Regions from separate parts of the Hordeum vulgare genome. Here region 2 is linked to region 1. A link is a contact called in public Hi-C data. All regions are on one chromosome and are shown on one strand. The core of a region is the stretch at or near the end of the contact, and the rest is flanking DNA. Distances in the headings are between cores, read along the strand shown.

Region 1 (7,894 bases), core at 2,689-5,188:
CGTGGGTAATATGGTCTTTCAGATTTGACATCGACACCATTAGTACTACTAGTGGTCACGACGTTGACAACCTTGGAACCTGTTTTCCGTCCGTGGTCTGCATGTTCTAGGCTTTGCTTGAAAAAGTGGTTAGGCTTCCCACAGGTAAAGTAATTTAGCTCAATTTTGTTCTCCTTCTTCTTCTTGAAGGTAGTAGTCCTGACAAGCTTGTTGATGGTAGGCTCGTTCTTTCCTTTATTCACATTCTATGAGTTTCTCTACATCATATTGACGCGAGATTGGCTCTCGCCCCCTTTCTCGTTAGTGTCTTTGGCCTGAGCGTTTTCTTCAACATCAAAAGACACTATCAGATTTTCAACTCATATCCACTATCTCTTATCCTTTAGAGTAGTGTCGAAACTCTTCCGCGAAGGAGGAAACTTCCTAATCATGCACCCAACCATATACTTGTGAGGTAAGATACATTTAAGGAGTCCAAGTTCCTTGTGCACCGTACCTCATGAGCTTGTTCAACTACAGACCAATTATTCATCATCTTGTAGTCATGGAAGGTCTACATGATGTACAGTTCACTGACTGAATCTGTTGCACCGACATTAGCATTCAGTGTATCCCACAAGTGCTTCCATTGTATGTGCATGCACACATCATGCAGACGGTCAACAAGAACACACCAAATGCATCCCACAAAGATAGTATTGACTTCCTGGAACTTCCTCCCATCTTCATGAGAGATTATCTCCGGCATGCGAGTACTAAAGTGGATTTTTTAACAACAAGTGAGAGCATGGAAAGCTAGTTCTCTATCTCTCCGTGCAAGATCACAAGAGTGAGAGGTTACCGAGACATGATCTCTCGCTCGCTAGTTAACTTGCATTCAGGGTGGAGTAGAGTGACGACGCAGATAGCAAGATGGGGCAAGAAACCCTAACCCGATTTTGGTGTGTCATGCGATCTCATGTCACGATAACAATCCAAACTACCGGCCAAGAAACCAAAAAATAAAACAACAAAAGAAAATTGCGCTCATGTAAGGCCACATACTAGATCTCAGTGGACTATTCATGTGAATGTCGTACACCCACGCCCTTCACCATGGCTCGATCCCGTGTCGGGTTCTCTTGCTCTCCTCATACACCCACGCCCTTCATCATGGCTCGACCCCGTGTCAGGTTCTCTTGCTCTCCTCATACATACCAATCACTAAGTGGAGCGAGGAGACTCCACTATATAAGTTGGTTTCACACTACCTTCACTAATTGTATGAGACTAAAGATTGCACTCCTCTTCCTGGCATTTATACATGGGCCTTTGGGATTTATTTAGGAGTTTTCAAAAAAGTACATGCTCATGGATCAAGCCCATTAATTCTAACATGCAAGATCATTCATATACGGGAAAGTTAGAGAGCAAGGACCTTAGCTATGATCAATGGCGTGAATAGAACTAAATAGATGATAGTTCACGATTTCCGCAACCCCTTGTTTATTTGACAACAAGGCATCGTTCATGGAGTTAAACCAATGAAATCTTTCGCTATTCGGATGTGGAAACTTATGGATTACTTGCGTCACCTCTTGTCGAATGATGCCCCAACACACTTTCACTTTGAAGAACACTCACGTGAAGCCATCAGGACCCGACGTCTTCTTGGAAGGCATATATGATATCGCATGAAACATCTCACGCTCAAGGATGTAGTCATCAATTCCCCTTAGGATCGGGTTAGCAAATGGCATGGCCTCCTCTAAATGGTCTCGGAGAAATGACAATGGACCACAGTCTCCTTTTTCATCATGTCGGTGATCCATCCATTGTTATGCTAATCTTATGAATGTGGTTCTTTCTTCGACCAGTGTTAGATCTCGTGTGGGATAATATTGTGTTCACACCCGCATCCTTGAGGTTGTTAATGTGCGTATGTGATCTTTGGAGAACCGCATGGCCAACGACTTGTCTTTGGTGTTCGTTTTTTATTTCAACCAGCAAACAAGCTAAAGAAGTACTCCCCCTGTCTTATAATGTAAAATCATCTTTTACGTTAATGTAGTGTCAAGAATGGTCATACATTATGGGATGGAGGAAGTACTTTGTAGTGTCAAAAATGATCTTACATTATGTATTATGTGATGAAGGGAATATTTTATAGTGTCAAATATGGTCTTACATTATGAAATGGAGCGAGTACTTTATAGTGTCAAAAATGATCTTACATTATGTGATGGAGGAAGTATTTTGTAGTGTCAAAAATGGTCTTACACTATGGAATCAAGGGAGTATTCTGTAGTGTCAAAATGATCTTACATTATGGAACGAAGAGAGTACTAATATGCTGTAATCGATCACGTGCGCCTACAAGCCAGATTTAACACCCAGAAAATACCGATCTGGTGGAGCCAAGAAATTCTCATGTGCCAAGTCTCTCCCAAATGGAATCTGGGGTCTATAGAAAAAAGAAGATTGTCTTGCATCTGGAGGAGCAAAGAGTTTGACCCTGGTTTGTTTCAGTGGATCACGGGACGATGCTACCAATCAGCAAAACACCAAAGAAAGAAGTGGAACGCGAGATGGTGGCGGATAGGGACAAGTGGTGCCCCTCTGCGCTGTCGCCCATGGCGCCTGGTTCCCACACCCACAACCCCCGCCCCAACACCCCCCACGAGAGCTTTGTGGGTTTGGCTACGCGGACGGCGGGGAGCTACTTTCTACTTCCATCCCTTGGGTCTTGGCTTGGGAGAGGACACAAACACGCTGTTCCGCCGGTGGTGCCCCGAAGCCAGCGGCTGGGGCACCAAAAGGCCATCACAAAGCACGTCCCTTTTCGAAAGTGCGTGCGGCTGTGCATAATCTATCAACCACTCGTCGTTAGGGAACTACTCCTACTAGTGTCAACAAAACAGTTTGGCCGATTCATGCTTTCACAAGTTATCACTACTACTAGTAGAACCTAACCTAACCAGAATGTCGTGTGTGCTACAGTACTTTCTTCCGCGTGCTGATGCGGTACAAGACTAGAAGGGAGGAATCGCTAGTGACTGACACCAAATCTGAGCTGGAATGTACAGGGACGGCACGGACCTGGAACGTGACGGTGGACACGGGGTTGCCCCTGCTGTAGCTGGTCCTGGAGGCCGGCGCGGCCGCGTGCAGCATGCACACCAGCGACTCCCACTGGTTCAGGCTGATGGAGTCCCCCACGAACAGTATCTTCTTCCCCTTCCATCTGCTCAGCAAGTCTCGCCCGTCGAACCTGGTGCGCAGCGCGGCCAGCCATGAGCGATGCGCCGTCTCGTCAGCGACCTTCCATTGAATCGCGGCATCGCGTGCGTGCGTGCGTGCATGCATACATACCTCGGGAGCTCGCAGGAGGCGGGGCGCCACCGGTACTTGAGGTAGAGCTTGTCGGGGCGGCCGTACTTCTGGCAGTCGAACTCCGGCTCCACGAAGGGGCAGCTCGCCGCGTCGTACACCGCCAGCGCGTCGTCGTACGTCCAGCTGCCCTGGAACATGTTGCACGACGCCATCCCGCCGTTCGCGCGCGGACCCGGTCGGTGCTGCTGCCTCGTGTTGCCGTGCCTCGGCTTCGACGGCAGCTTGTGCCGGATTGCCAGGGTGGACGTGCTCTCCGCGGCGGCGCCTGCGTGCAGCGAGCACGCCAAGGCCGCGAGGAGGAAGAGGCATAGCTTGTGCCCCGGCCGCTCGGGGGCCATTGCTCGCTCGTCGCTATGGAGTGAGGAGTTGAGGACGGCGGGGCAGAGTGAGCTAGCTAACCAGTCAGTGACAGTGAGCTTTATAAGGTGTGGGACGAGATTTACGCCTTTTATCCGGTCAGCTTTTCCGGGCAATGTCTCGGGCTAGATTCTTGCTCTCTCTCGCTTGCGGGTGGGGGTTGCACCGACGGAACCAACTTCTCTCATCGGCCTGACGATGCTCTGCCAATCAGACATGGTGGTACCGGACCGGGCGGGCATTGGCCCAAATCACTGTCTCTCGAACGCTACCAGCAAACCAGACATCATGTTCGTTCGTCCGGATACGCATCCAAAAGTCGGTCATTCAATGTTATCTGCATACAATTTAATGTTATCCGCGTACAATTTAAGCTAAGTTTGAATAGACTGAATGAAATTCATGCAAACCGAATATTTATACAAACCGAAATACATTCATTACATTCCGGACAATTTTCATTTAAAAAAGAGAATGTCGGACCTAAACCTGGATTACGAGGGCGTCAATCATCCAAGTCCTTTTTGTTTCCTTCTGACGGCGACATTCTTCATCGGTTGTCTCTCTGAGGGACATCGATAAGGCTCGTGAAGTGAAAGTGCCGCCGTCCACGAGGAAGAGTACAATATGGAATATGGACGAGCCCATATAGGACAAAAGGCCATGTCGCCTCCCATGCCCTACTCATTCTCGACAGAGTCTGCGACCTATCCATCGCCGGTGGACGTGGGGTCCATGATGGAAAAGAATCCCCCCCTCCCCGTTGTCGGCTCTCACCGACACGACCAAACAATGTGTAGGACACGTAGCTGGCGTTCTCTTCTGCGATAGCGTGCGCAGCCAATGCCTCCTCCGTGTTCGATTGTGCGTTGCAAGCGGCGGCTTGTGCACAAGTAGGGGCTCCACACGCCCTACCAGCCAGCCCTAGGGCAATGTGGATAGCGTGGATGAAACTCATGCAAACCGAATATTCATGCAAACTTGAGTACATTCATCACATTCCGGACAATTTTCATTTAGAAAAAAGGAGGTCGGACCTAAACCTGGACTATGACGACATCAATCATCCAAGTCCTTGTTGTTTCCTTCTCGCGATGACGTTCTTCATCAGTCGTCTCTATGAGCGACGGTGATAAGATCCGTGAAGTGAATGTGCAGCCGTCGGCTGTCGGAATCGGGGCTCCGCAGACCCAAGAAAAAGGTTCGAACTCTGGGGTGCGCTCGCCTTCCTACCCTATTCTTCCTCTCAACTTCACGGCGACCCTCCGGTGGCTCTAGCTAAGGGAAGCGAACTCGGTTGCACGACAGTTTACCCAGATTCGGGCCACCTTGTGGTGTAAAACCTTACTCCTGCTAGTATAGATTTGTTGAGGTGGAAGACGAGTACAAAGGCAGATTCTTACCCTAGTTGAGATAGTGGGGGGCTGATCCCCTCCCATGGAGGCCGGGCCTCTCTCTTATGCTCGCCTTGGTCCTCTTCCCCGAAAACACAATTGGTAGGGAGGGTAGCCACAACAACCATTTTGAAAGGGGACAAGACTGCGGCCCTCCCTAACAAAGGTGGTCTTCACCTGCAAAAGCCCTTCTCCATCATGCGTTGGCGGGCTCGGGGGTGACCTCCGTCCTGCCGAGCCCCCAGCTTAGCTCACTTGCACAGATCGGGAAACCTTTGGGGTTGCTTTGGGAACCCGCAACTAGCTTGGCTCCCTTAACACCAAAGGGGAAAGCTTCTCTGTCCGCGCCCGCTGGCACCGACTACTGCGTCGCCTGCGCAACCTGCATCACCCACGGTGAGGCGCAGGACCGTGGGGCCCTGCCATGTCGCCCTCGACAAGCCCACCTCAAGAGAGCCTCAAGGGTGGCATCGAGACGCGCCCTTGCAGCGGGCGACCCCTCGCGAGGGTCTTCCTTGCCGAGCTTTCCGATGGGCCGAACCAGGCTTGCCCAATTGCGTCGCGTCTGCGGCCGCAAGCCAACGAGCCCGAGTACCCTCAAGACCGTGTTGTGCACGACTCCGCCTGGTGAGGGTGAAGCGACGTGGGCCCCAATCGCCTGCGGGCCCGGCTCGACGCGTGGCACCCGTCGTGTCGTGGAACTCTTCCTTCCCGCAATGCTTCGGGAACCGCTCCGAGTGAATTGATGTAAAGCCTCCGCACAACGTCTGCCATCATTGCTCTCTTGACCGACGCCACCCACTCGCGCCAACCTTATTGCATAAGACTGCCCGTGGGCCCGCGACACACAAGGAGCGATCGATCGGGGGAATGAGGCGATGCAAGCCGTAACGTTCGCATGCCAGTCATGGCACGTGGCGCACGATGGAGTGCTTGTCGCCTCCACTTCCCACGACGCCTCGGGGACCGTGGCCATGGCTATAAAACCACCACCCTTGGGGGGAGGAGCCGCCACCACACTGGTTCTTCCTTCCGCCTAGGCTTTTCTTTCCCTTTCCCTTTCCATCAAGAATCACGCTGCCCTGAAAAGGGCGTCAGACGTTTTGTAATATACCTTTGTTTTGAGTAGTGGATGCCTGTTACTCTTGGTGTGTCCTTGCTCCCTTCATGAGGTCCTTCGCTACCCCTCGCGTGTTTCCTATGTCCCAGCCGGGGCCCCCGTGGTGCATGGTGATGACGAGTTGATGGATATACTTCTCGCCCCTCGTTGGTTACCCCAAGTGGAAGGTGGAGATGTAGTCAGCATCAAATTTCCCTTACACGGGGGTTGTAAGGTTTATCGAACCAGGAGGACTCCAAGGATCAACAAGTAGGTGTTCGCTGCTCTGGCGCTAGCACAAGACGTGGACCTGCACACACAAAAAATAACTTTGCTCCCAACGAGTTCAGAGAGGTTGTCAATCTCTTTGACTTTGTAGTTTGCAAAGGATCAAAACACAAGCGGGAATAGCGATAGTGATAGCAACGGAAAAGTAAATAAAAGCAGTAAATGATGGAGGTGTAAACAATGGTGGTAATATGGACCAGAGTCACATGATGTTCACTAGTGATGTCTCCCTCCCAAAAGACGATAAACAACTATATTGGGTAAACAAATTACAGGTGGGCAATTGACAAAATTATAAATGCACCGCAATGCCAATCATGCTACTAGAAAGTTAGAGGCTCAAAAGTAATGGGCAGTACGCCAAGACAAATAGACCGTTTATCCATCAGCATCTACTCTCTAATCATCCACCTTGAGATATCTATCGAGAACATCTCGCTGGTATTAAGTTGCGAGCCCCACCCAAAGTGTCAACTCAAAGCAACGGACAACTGCATTAAAGAACTTTGCGTAAGGTAAACAATACTTGCAACCATGCTCACAAGTACCGTTGTTTTCTCCCTGGTGGCAACATCACATCCCCTAGTCTCATGTTTCTGTCACTCAAGCTATACATCAGGGGGCATGAACCCACAATCATGCATAACGCTCCCTCTTGAATTACAATCTACTACTCGGTCAAAGCAATAAAAAGCAACATAGAACATGCATGAATTACTCAAGAACGTAATATAAAAGGAGAACCAAATATATAACTCATCACAATCTGAACATAATCTCATAATCCATCGGATCCCAGCAAACCAAGCATAGCAACAATAGATAAATTACATAGATGCCTTGATCATGTAGGGTAGCTCACAAGGGCTAAGCATTGAAGCACAAGATTGGACACAAGACATCACATAGATACTGGTCATGGACTCATGGTCCAAGGAGGACTACTCACGACACGTCCGAGAAGCGTCCATGGGTGGAGAAGCTCCCGGAGGTCAATCCTCCCTCCGGCAGGGTGCCGGGAAGAGGTCTTCTCGCGCTCCCTATCTCGGAAGCGCTGCGACGACGGAACGGTGGAGAAATTCACGATTCTGGATCCTATCTCAGGATTTCCCATTGGAGAGGTAAATATAGGCTCAAGGAGGGCACCAGAGGGGGTGGGCCCCACCCAGGCGGCTTGGTGGCGCGACCAAGAGGGGGGCCGCGCAGGGTGGCCTCCTGGGCAGGCCCTGCCTCCCCTCTGGCCCACCTTTGGTGCTTGTGAAGCTTCCGTCACGCTGATTTTTATATATTTTTCTCGGAATTTTTGGGGCTGTGTAAATTGGGGTAAAAGTCCTTGCAAAAAAGACATCAGCAGACAGAAACTAGCACTAGGTGCGCTGAGTTA
Region 2 (7,894 bases), core at 2,799-5,298, 480 kb after region 1:
AAAAAGAGAAAAATCATTGCTTTCAAACGGCTGATAACACGACTCGCATCAACCGCCCGCGGCGCATGCCACGCTTCACGGTGGGGCCCGCCCCATTCTCAGCCTTATCTTCTCGTCTCCTTATCTCCTGAACGAGCCCAGCCCCCTTTCGCCATGGCCTGTTGACAAGCACTCTCCGCCATGGCCCTGCCCAAGCTCCAAGAACTGCTTCTCAAAACACGTATCGTCGGCGGCGGCCGGTGCTGCAGCACCACTCAACTTTCTATCAAGCCCGTCCCTTTTTTCTCCCGCACGTCATGCCATGGCTGCTGCCCAAGCTCTCTCCGCCATGGCCTGCTGTCTAAGCTCCAAGCGCGGCTTCCCAAGGTCCATGCCCGATGTTGCGTTGCGGGATCGTCGGCGGTTGTTCGTGCTCCAATGCAGCCTCGTTGGTGATTCGGTGTCGCCGACAGAGCTACCCTGAGCTGTGCAAGTACATGGTGTTTCTTTACAACGACTTTTTGCTGTAGGGACTAAAAAATAATCTTATTTAGTCTCATACGAAAGAAACATAAAGGACTTAAAAGAAGATATTTGGGACTAAAGGAAAAAGTCTCTATGAGAGGGTTTTTTTAAGATTTTTTTGACACTTTTTCCAACAGTGCCCTTACTTTTAGCATGTCGTTTAATAACTTTTAGTACATTACTAGGGGTAACATGGTTTTTTTGCATGTCATTTAATGACCTCTAGTCCTTGTTTAGTACTCCCTCCGTTCCTAAATATAAGTCTTTTAAGAAATTTTATTAAAAGTCTACATACGGAGCAAAATGAATGAATCTACAGTCTAAAGGATGTCTATATACATCCGTATGTAGTTCACTAATGAAACCTCTAGAAAGACTTATATTTAGGAACGGAGGGAGTATTTGGAAAAAAACGGGTTGGGACTAAAAAAGTCTTAGGACTTTTAAAGAAACATGGCAATAGTCACTGATATAGCCATTGCACGCTGCGTTGCATTGAGGCGCCGATCATACATTGCATTGGAGCTTCATCGGTGTCGTCGGTGCTACGATGGACCTTTGCCGGAGTTACATTGAAGCTTCACTAGAGTCATCGGTACTGCGTTTGCGCTCTGTCGAAGTTGCATTGAAACTTCACCGAAGTTGTCGGTGCTGCATACGATCGTCGGTGCTGCAATGGAGCATCATGTTGTTGACAACGTGGTGTTCGATGTTGTGATGGAGCATCGCCGGGGCCATGGAGGTGTTGCGATGAATGAGAGACAAGGTCAGGGGTGGACCTCGTGGATATCTAGTGAAGAGGAAGACGTGCTGCTTAGCCTTACGATCGAACGGCCCGTGCCCGTGCGTCTATTGGACGGCTCATGAGGTGGATGATTTTTACAGAACATTATCCGGATGATTTGTAGTAGCACTGCTCATAAAAAAACACCACAAAAGATAGTCAAAATGTCCGTTACGGTGATGCACCCCACCTATGATGGAGAGTCGTGGCTGCTGTCATGGTAGTACCTGCTACCCTAGTCGTGCGCCACCCACCCTGTTGCATCGTGAGCAAGTGGCCGTCGTGCGCGCGCCTTTACCCCGAAACCGAATGAACGGAACCGGCCGTATGCACGCGTCTATCTTCGTAACGTAATGCCACCGCCCTCGAGTCCTCCTACTACTATCCTATAGCAGCACTAGAAGCAGTAACTTGCTGCCAGCCATACAGGAGCAGGCCAGGTTCCGGAACGTACTCTACTCTACTCAGCACAGGTCGAAAATTTGAAACCTATGGGCGCGTCAGCCCAGCCCCAGACCAGACGCGCACACCGACCAACCCAACCCAAACAAATTCATTCGCCGAAAAGAGAGAGAGAGAGAGAGGGGCTCCCCACCTGCCCCGACAAGCGTGCAGTGCACCGCCTCTGCTTTCCCGGGCGCCATCAGTGCGATCCATCCATACGCAGACGCAGACGGTCAGAACTCAGGCACCGCACGGCCCCGGGGAAGTTACGCGCCTTTACTTTGGAGCCGTAGCTTGCGAATGGAATCCAATACGAGGTGCATGCAATTTCGTCACAATCGAACAAGATGACCCCTCGTAGTATTTTTTTTTTCAATGGAAAGGAGGAGAGCTTCTTTTGCTCACTCTTTTCGCGCGTGACGATGACGACCGACGCAAAAAAGTTGGCGTCAATAGTTACTACCACGCCCATCAATCAAAGATTCAAAGGAATGGAAGAGAGAGAGAGAGAGAGAGAGAGAGAGTGTGGGGGATGAGATGAAACATTTCTTCGTTATCAAAATTGCCTTCAAGCATGAACGACCTCTGTTGGATCTGTGTAGTACTGCCCACCGCCACCGTCACCGTGGGCGTGGGCGTGGGCGTGGGCTTGGGCTAGACGAGTATCATCTGGAAGAAGAGGTCGTTCCAGATGTCGATGGGACCGGGGAGGCACCAATGGATGCAGTCGTTGTAGAGCTGCACCTTCTCGTTTGGCCAGTGCCCGTACCGGCTGGGGTGTCCGTCGGGCCGCATCAGCATGGCGGCGGTGGCGTCCATGAGCATCATCCTCAGCCCCTTTGCCCTCGCCGCCTTCTCCGCGGCGCGGTACTCCTCCATCTGCGCCGTGTAGAAGCGCAGGTCCCGTCCCTCCATGGCCACCGTCTGGTTCCCCCGGAGCGGCTCCGTGCGCCTGCAGTTGCCGCCCTGGTCCCACGTCCCGTTCTCGAAGTGCGACATGGGCGACAGCATCCGCACGATCACCCGCCCCTTCACCTTGTCCAGGGCGTTGATGGCCTGCAGCGCCACCCGCCACGCCTTGCGCTGCGAGTAGTAGAGCGTCAGGTCCGGCACGCCGTACTGCCGGCTGCAGAAGCTGCACCCGATCAGCCGCCGCTTCTCGTAGAAGAGGGAGGGGCGGGAGAACCAGTTGGCCGCCGACACAAGCACGTAGTCGAACCGCGGCACCTGCGACACCCACTTGTCGTCCGGCTCGTCAAGGTAGAGGCTGTAGTGCCCCGTGTGCGCCGGGTCGTCCTGCTCCGGCTCCCGCGCCCGCACCAGGAACGGCGACCAGAACATGTTGATGGTGAAGTTGTACGCCCGGTAGTGGTACACCTTGTTCTGGTCCGTCGGGTTCGCCGAGACGTCCTTGGGATACGCCACCTGCACTTCGAAGGTCACACTCCTCAGGTCTCAGGCGAATGCGCAAAAAACATGGCATGGCAGCCTCAAAGGATGTTCTTGAGAATGAAAATGTACCTGTGAGAGGAGGCAGAGGAGGGACTGCATGTGGTTGCGGGCAAGGGAGTCGCCGACGAAGGCGAGGGACTTGTGGCGGACGAAGTGGAGGAACTGGACGGGGTCGAAGCGCGGCAGCTCGCAGCCGGAAGGCCTCCAGCGCCACTTGAGGAAGCCGAGGTCGGGGCGGCCGTACTTGAGGCAGTTCTGGTGCTCCTGGATCATGCCGCACGTCTTGTGGGTGTAGTAGGGCGCCTCCGCGTCGGGCACCCACTCGCCGCGGAAGATGTCGCAGTACTTCATCACGCTCACCACCGGCGCGGACGACGCCAGCTTGGTGGCGCGCGGCACGCTCACGCCGGTCAGACCGAAGTACTGCGCGTTGGTCAGCAGGATGAGGATGGCCAGCGCCGAGAAGTAGACCGGCACAGGCCCGAACAGGACCTTCACCAAGAAATGGAGCTTCATCTCCCCCTCCCTCCCTCCTTCTCCCCCGCTCTCGCTGCCTGTCTTAGGCTCTTAGCTAGCTACTACGTGTACACCTATTATCTACTTACAGCAGCTTGCAGCAATTGGCAAGCAAGAAGAGGAAAGACCATGGATATCTGCCTAGCTTAGCTTGGTACTGCACGAAGGAGAAGAAGAGGCAGCGCACGAGGAAGGGGATGATGGATGGATGGATGGCTCTTTTTTGCCTTTGCCCGGCGGTGCTTGCTTTGCGCACCCTGTCTGTGAGGCAGAGGTGCCGCTTCTTGAAGGCGGTGGACGCGGAGGAGGAGAAGAGAGTAGGTGCGCGGTTCATTTCAATATTGACAGGTGGGCTCGCCGAGGAACATGTCTGTCTTTTTCCATATTTAATAATCAGCTCGCAATGTACTCGTATGCGAGATTTATCTATAGCCGAACTCGGACACCCACACGCGTCCGCACAAACCAAGAACAACTTCAACCGCACGATTTATTTGTTTGAGCCAAATATATTTGTATGGAAGAGTATTTATAACTGTATTCGTCCACAAAAACTAATCAACAAGGTTTAAATAATACATTATATAATCAGATACCTCAAATACGTATTTTTTTTTGCGAGACACCTCAAATACGTATTGATAAGCTGAACTCGCCCGGTTTCATCATGCTCATGCGTGTTGGTTGGTCGCGATCCTCGTAGTGTCGGTTCGATCGCCGGCGAGATAGAATAGGACATGGGAGTCGAGGGAGTCGACCTCTCACCGTCTTTCATGCTCTACTTTTCTTCGTTGTAGCCCGTACCCGGACGGTGTTGGCGGAAGTGAGATCGATGACGGATCCCTCCTGAGAGGAGCGGATGTCCACCACGACGCGGTTGCGGCGCCCATACTGGTTCACCATACGTTCACTCCGACTCTCTAACATCCGTCGTCGCGAGGGCCTCCATTGCCTCATGCGCCCGCTGCCTACACGCCATGTTTGCGTCTGCTGACGTGCCAACAAAGGGGTTGCGCGTCCGTCACATCGTCCAGATGTCACACGGACCACAACGCTTTCGGTGAGGCAGCGACACCAAACTAATGAACCGACTGTGCGGACGCAATGGATTTCCGACGTTGCGAGTCTGATCGATGTCGTAGGGCCGTGATACTCGTGATCTGATTTTGGTTTTCCGTGAAGAGGAACGGGTTATCGCAACACAATGTGGGTAAGTATTTTTCGCAGTTATGAAACCAAGGTTTATCGAACCAACATAAATATCAACCACAACCGTCTTCAACGACTGCAAAAAAAAACTTGCATTCAACGCGGGCAAGAGTGTTGTCAACCCTCTTTGTCTTGTTATTTGCAAGCAAGTGAGGTGTAGATAATTATAGATATCAATATAAAATAAAAACAAGTAAATGACAATAAGGTAATAAAGATTTTATCAATATGTTGTGCATAGACCCCGGGGCCATAGCTTTCTCTAATGGCATCTCTCATAAAAATAGCACACGGTGTGTAAACAAGTTACTGTTGGGCAATTGACAGAAAAGCGGAGAGTTATGCAATATTCGCGGCAATGATCATGTGTATATATGCATCACATCCACAAACAGATAGGGTTACTCCTGCGTGCACCTATTACTGTTACTCCACTCATCGACCGCTATCCAGCATGCATCTAGAGTATTAAGTAAAACAGAGTAATGCATGAATAACAATGACATGATGTAGACAAAGTAAATCGAGCAATATGAATAAACCACATCATTTTATTCTTAATAGCAGCAACACAAAGACGCATCTTGCCCCTTTCTGTCACTGGGACATAGAAATTCGTCACGTTGAACCTACTACGTCGCACCTCTCTTACCGAAGAAATATTGATCTACTTGGCCAAACTATTTCAATATATCACACAGAATTACGAAGATATCATAATCAAGCACATAAGAATCATATAAGCATGCAGAGAAGACTCAAATATTTATCATGAATAATCTGAACATAAACCCAGAATTCATGGAATCCCAACAAACGCAACGCACAAAAGGAATTACATCATATGGATCAAAGCAAAGATGTGAAGATCATTGTATTGAAGATCAAAGAGAGAGGAACCACCAAAAAGTTTCGGGGCAATTGGACTTCGTTTAGTATGGAAAATCTCAAAAGTGAAAAACACCCAGAAAACAACTACTCGCACTAGTTCAATAGGTTAGTGCTCAAATATAACATAAATTGGTAAACAAACACCCCACAAGTATTCTAGAATGATAATATGTCAACATGGAACAATGAAAAATTATAGATACGTTGAAGACGTATAAAGCATCACCAAAGCTTAATTTCTGCTCATCCTCGAGTAGGTAAATGATAAAAACAGAAATTTTGATGTGACATGCTAACAATGATGTAACCTTATGCATGTATGCTTATTGAGAAACGATGAATTAATAAACATTAACACAACAATACTTATAGGTATAAGTAGCAAATCATTAATTTTTCAAATTATACGATCCTTAAAGATTGTTTTCCCCATAATCCATCTTTATTATATTAGCAAGCCATGGCTCCATCTTCACCACATTAATACAAATGTCAAGCACCACGGTGTCCAAGTCACGCAATTGGATTTGTACTTTTTTAATGTGCATCAACTTTTTATTCTTCACGCAATAGATGAGCGTGAACCATTGAACATAGCATAAAGGTGGAATAGAATACGATGGTAGGTTTCAAAGGGATAAAAGTGGAGAAGATAGTCTCACGTTAACTAGGCGTACCAACGAGCTATGGAGATGGCCGTCAATATATATCAATGCGAGGAGTAGGGATTGACATGCAAACGATGCACAAGAGTTATAAGTGTATGAAAGCTTCGCTGAAGTTAAGTGGAATGTGCATCCAACTTGCTTGATCATGAAGACCTCAGGCATTTGAGGAAGCCCGTTGAGAGAGAGAGTTTGAGCAGAGAGATAGGATATGAATGAACGAAAAAAGAAAACACAAAAGAAAATGGATATATTAGATGCATGTATGTATGTATTATGTATGTACGTATCATGTATGTATCATATATGTATGTGTGTATGTATTGTGTATGCATGCATGTATGTAGAAGAAAGAAAATATATTATGTATATGTGTGTGTTGTGTTGTGGTGAGACCGTTGGCTCACTTCCATGTGGGGTCAACCCCCCACTCCCACTAGCAAGGGGACCACGAAACTTCCCCTATAAAAATGTTAAAAATAAATAATAGAAACAAATATAAAATATGTATATTTTTTATTAATAAAATAAATAAGTAATTAATTAGATAATTAAGTATTAGTAATAATGATTATGGGTAAAATGATTAATTAGATAATATGTTAATTAGGATAACTAAATTATCCTATTAGAATATGACACCTAGGTCCCCCAATAAATTAATCTGATTAATTAATAAATTAAACCTAATTAAAAAATTGTGTCTATGACACATGGGACCCACTGGTCAGTTTGACCATTCAACTGTTGATGTGAGCATGACATCTTGTTGATGTCATAATAGTATTTAATAATTAATTAAATCTGTTTTTAATTCCTAATAATTGAATAAAACTTTAGAAATTAATATTAAATAAGCAGTAAGTCAGATCAAAATATTTTCAACATGAAAGTTAATCAGCACAACGAGACGAACCAGGATACGCGGTCCATTCGTTTGTCACGCGTCCCTAGCATGACAAACATGGAACATTTCCATCATTTTTCATCTGTCCCGTAGTAGCCACAAACCTGGAAAATATCGTCAGATATTCTTCTGACCCGTGTGCGACATGTGTTGGTGCGTTAGTTCATGCCTAGCGCTGCCTTTAAGCCACGTCTTGCTTTGTGATGCTTTTGTTTGTGCTGTTATTTATTGTGTTTCCCCTACGCTACTTCTTTTCCGGTAGACCCCGAGACTGACGCTGCTGCCGGGTACATCTACGCCCCTGACGACCAGCCCTTTGCCGCAGAGCAACAAGGCAAGCAAACCCCCTTGATCATCCCTATATCACCTATGTCTTTCTTCTTCCTGCTTGCATTAGAATTTTGTTAATGTTGTAGTTAGCTCCTATATCTGATGCAAGGCCTAATTTTTGATGAACTGCTACTTTCAGTACTGTACTTTTAATCTGCTTAGTATAGGTGGAGCAGTCATCCCCTCTGACCC

The links. Hi-C and Micro-C count contacts between places; a contact is called where the count stands out from the background.
Region 2: a Hi-C map of seedling shows a contact between it and region 1, with 2.7 times the contacts expected there. The contact joins the promoter of LOC123443992 here to the promoter of LOC123443990 in region 1. A contact is called at or near these places in 2 of 6 Hi-C or Micro-C datasets (leaf and seedling) and 1 of 1 datasets of contacts at active chromatin or transcription factors (embryo).

Annotation. Positions count from the first base shown.
Region 1 is chr3H:402,714,364-402,722,257 of MorexV3_pseudomolecules_assembly, forward strand. It overlaps LOC123443990 (protein trichome birefringence-like 38), which reads right to left and starts at 3,939. Exons shown (of 5, transcript XM_045120577.1): 1 at 3,352-3,939; 2 at 3,079-3,250. The coding sequence starts at 3,710.
Region 2 is chr3H:403,195,981-403,203,874 of MorexV3_pseudomolecules_assembly, forward strand. It overlaps LOC123443992 (protein trichome birefringence-like 19), which reads right to left and starts at 4,049. Exons shown (of 2, transcript XM_045120582.1): 1 at 3,254-4,049; 2 at 2,176-3,157. The coding sequence starts at 3,700. The coding sequence ends at 2,387.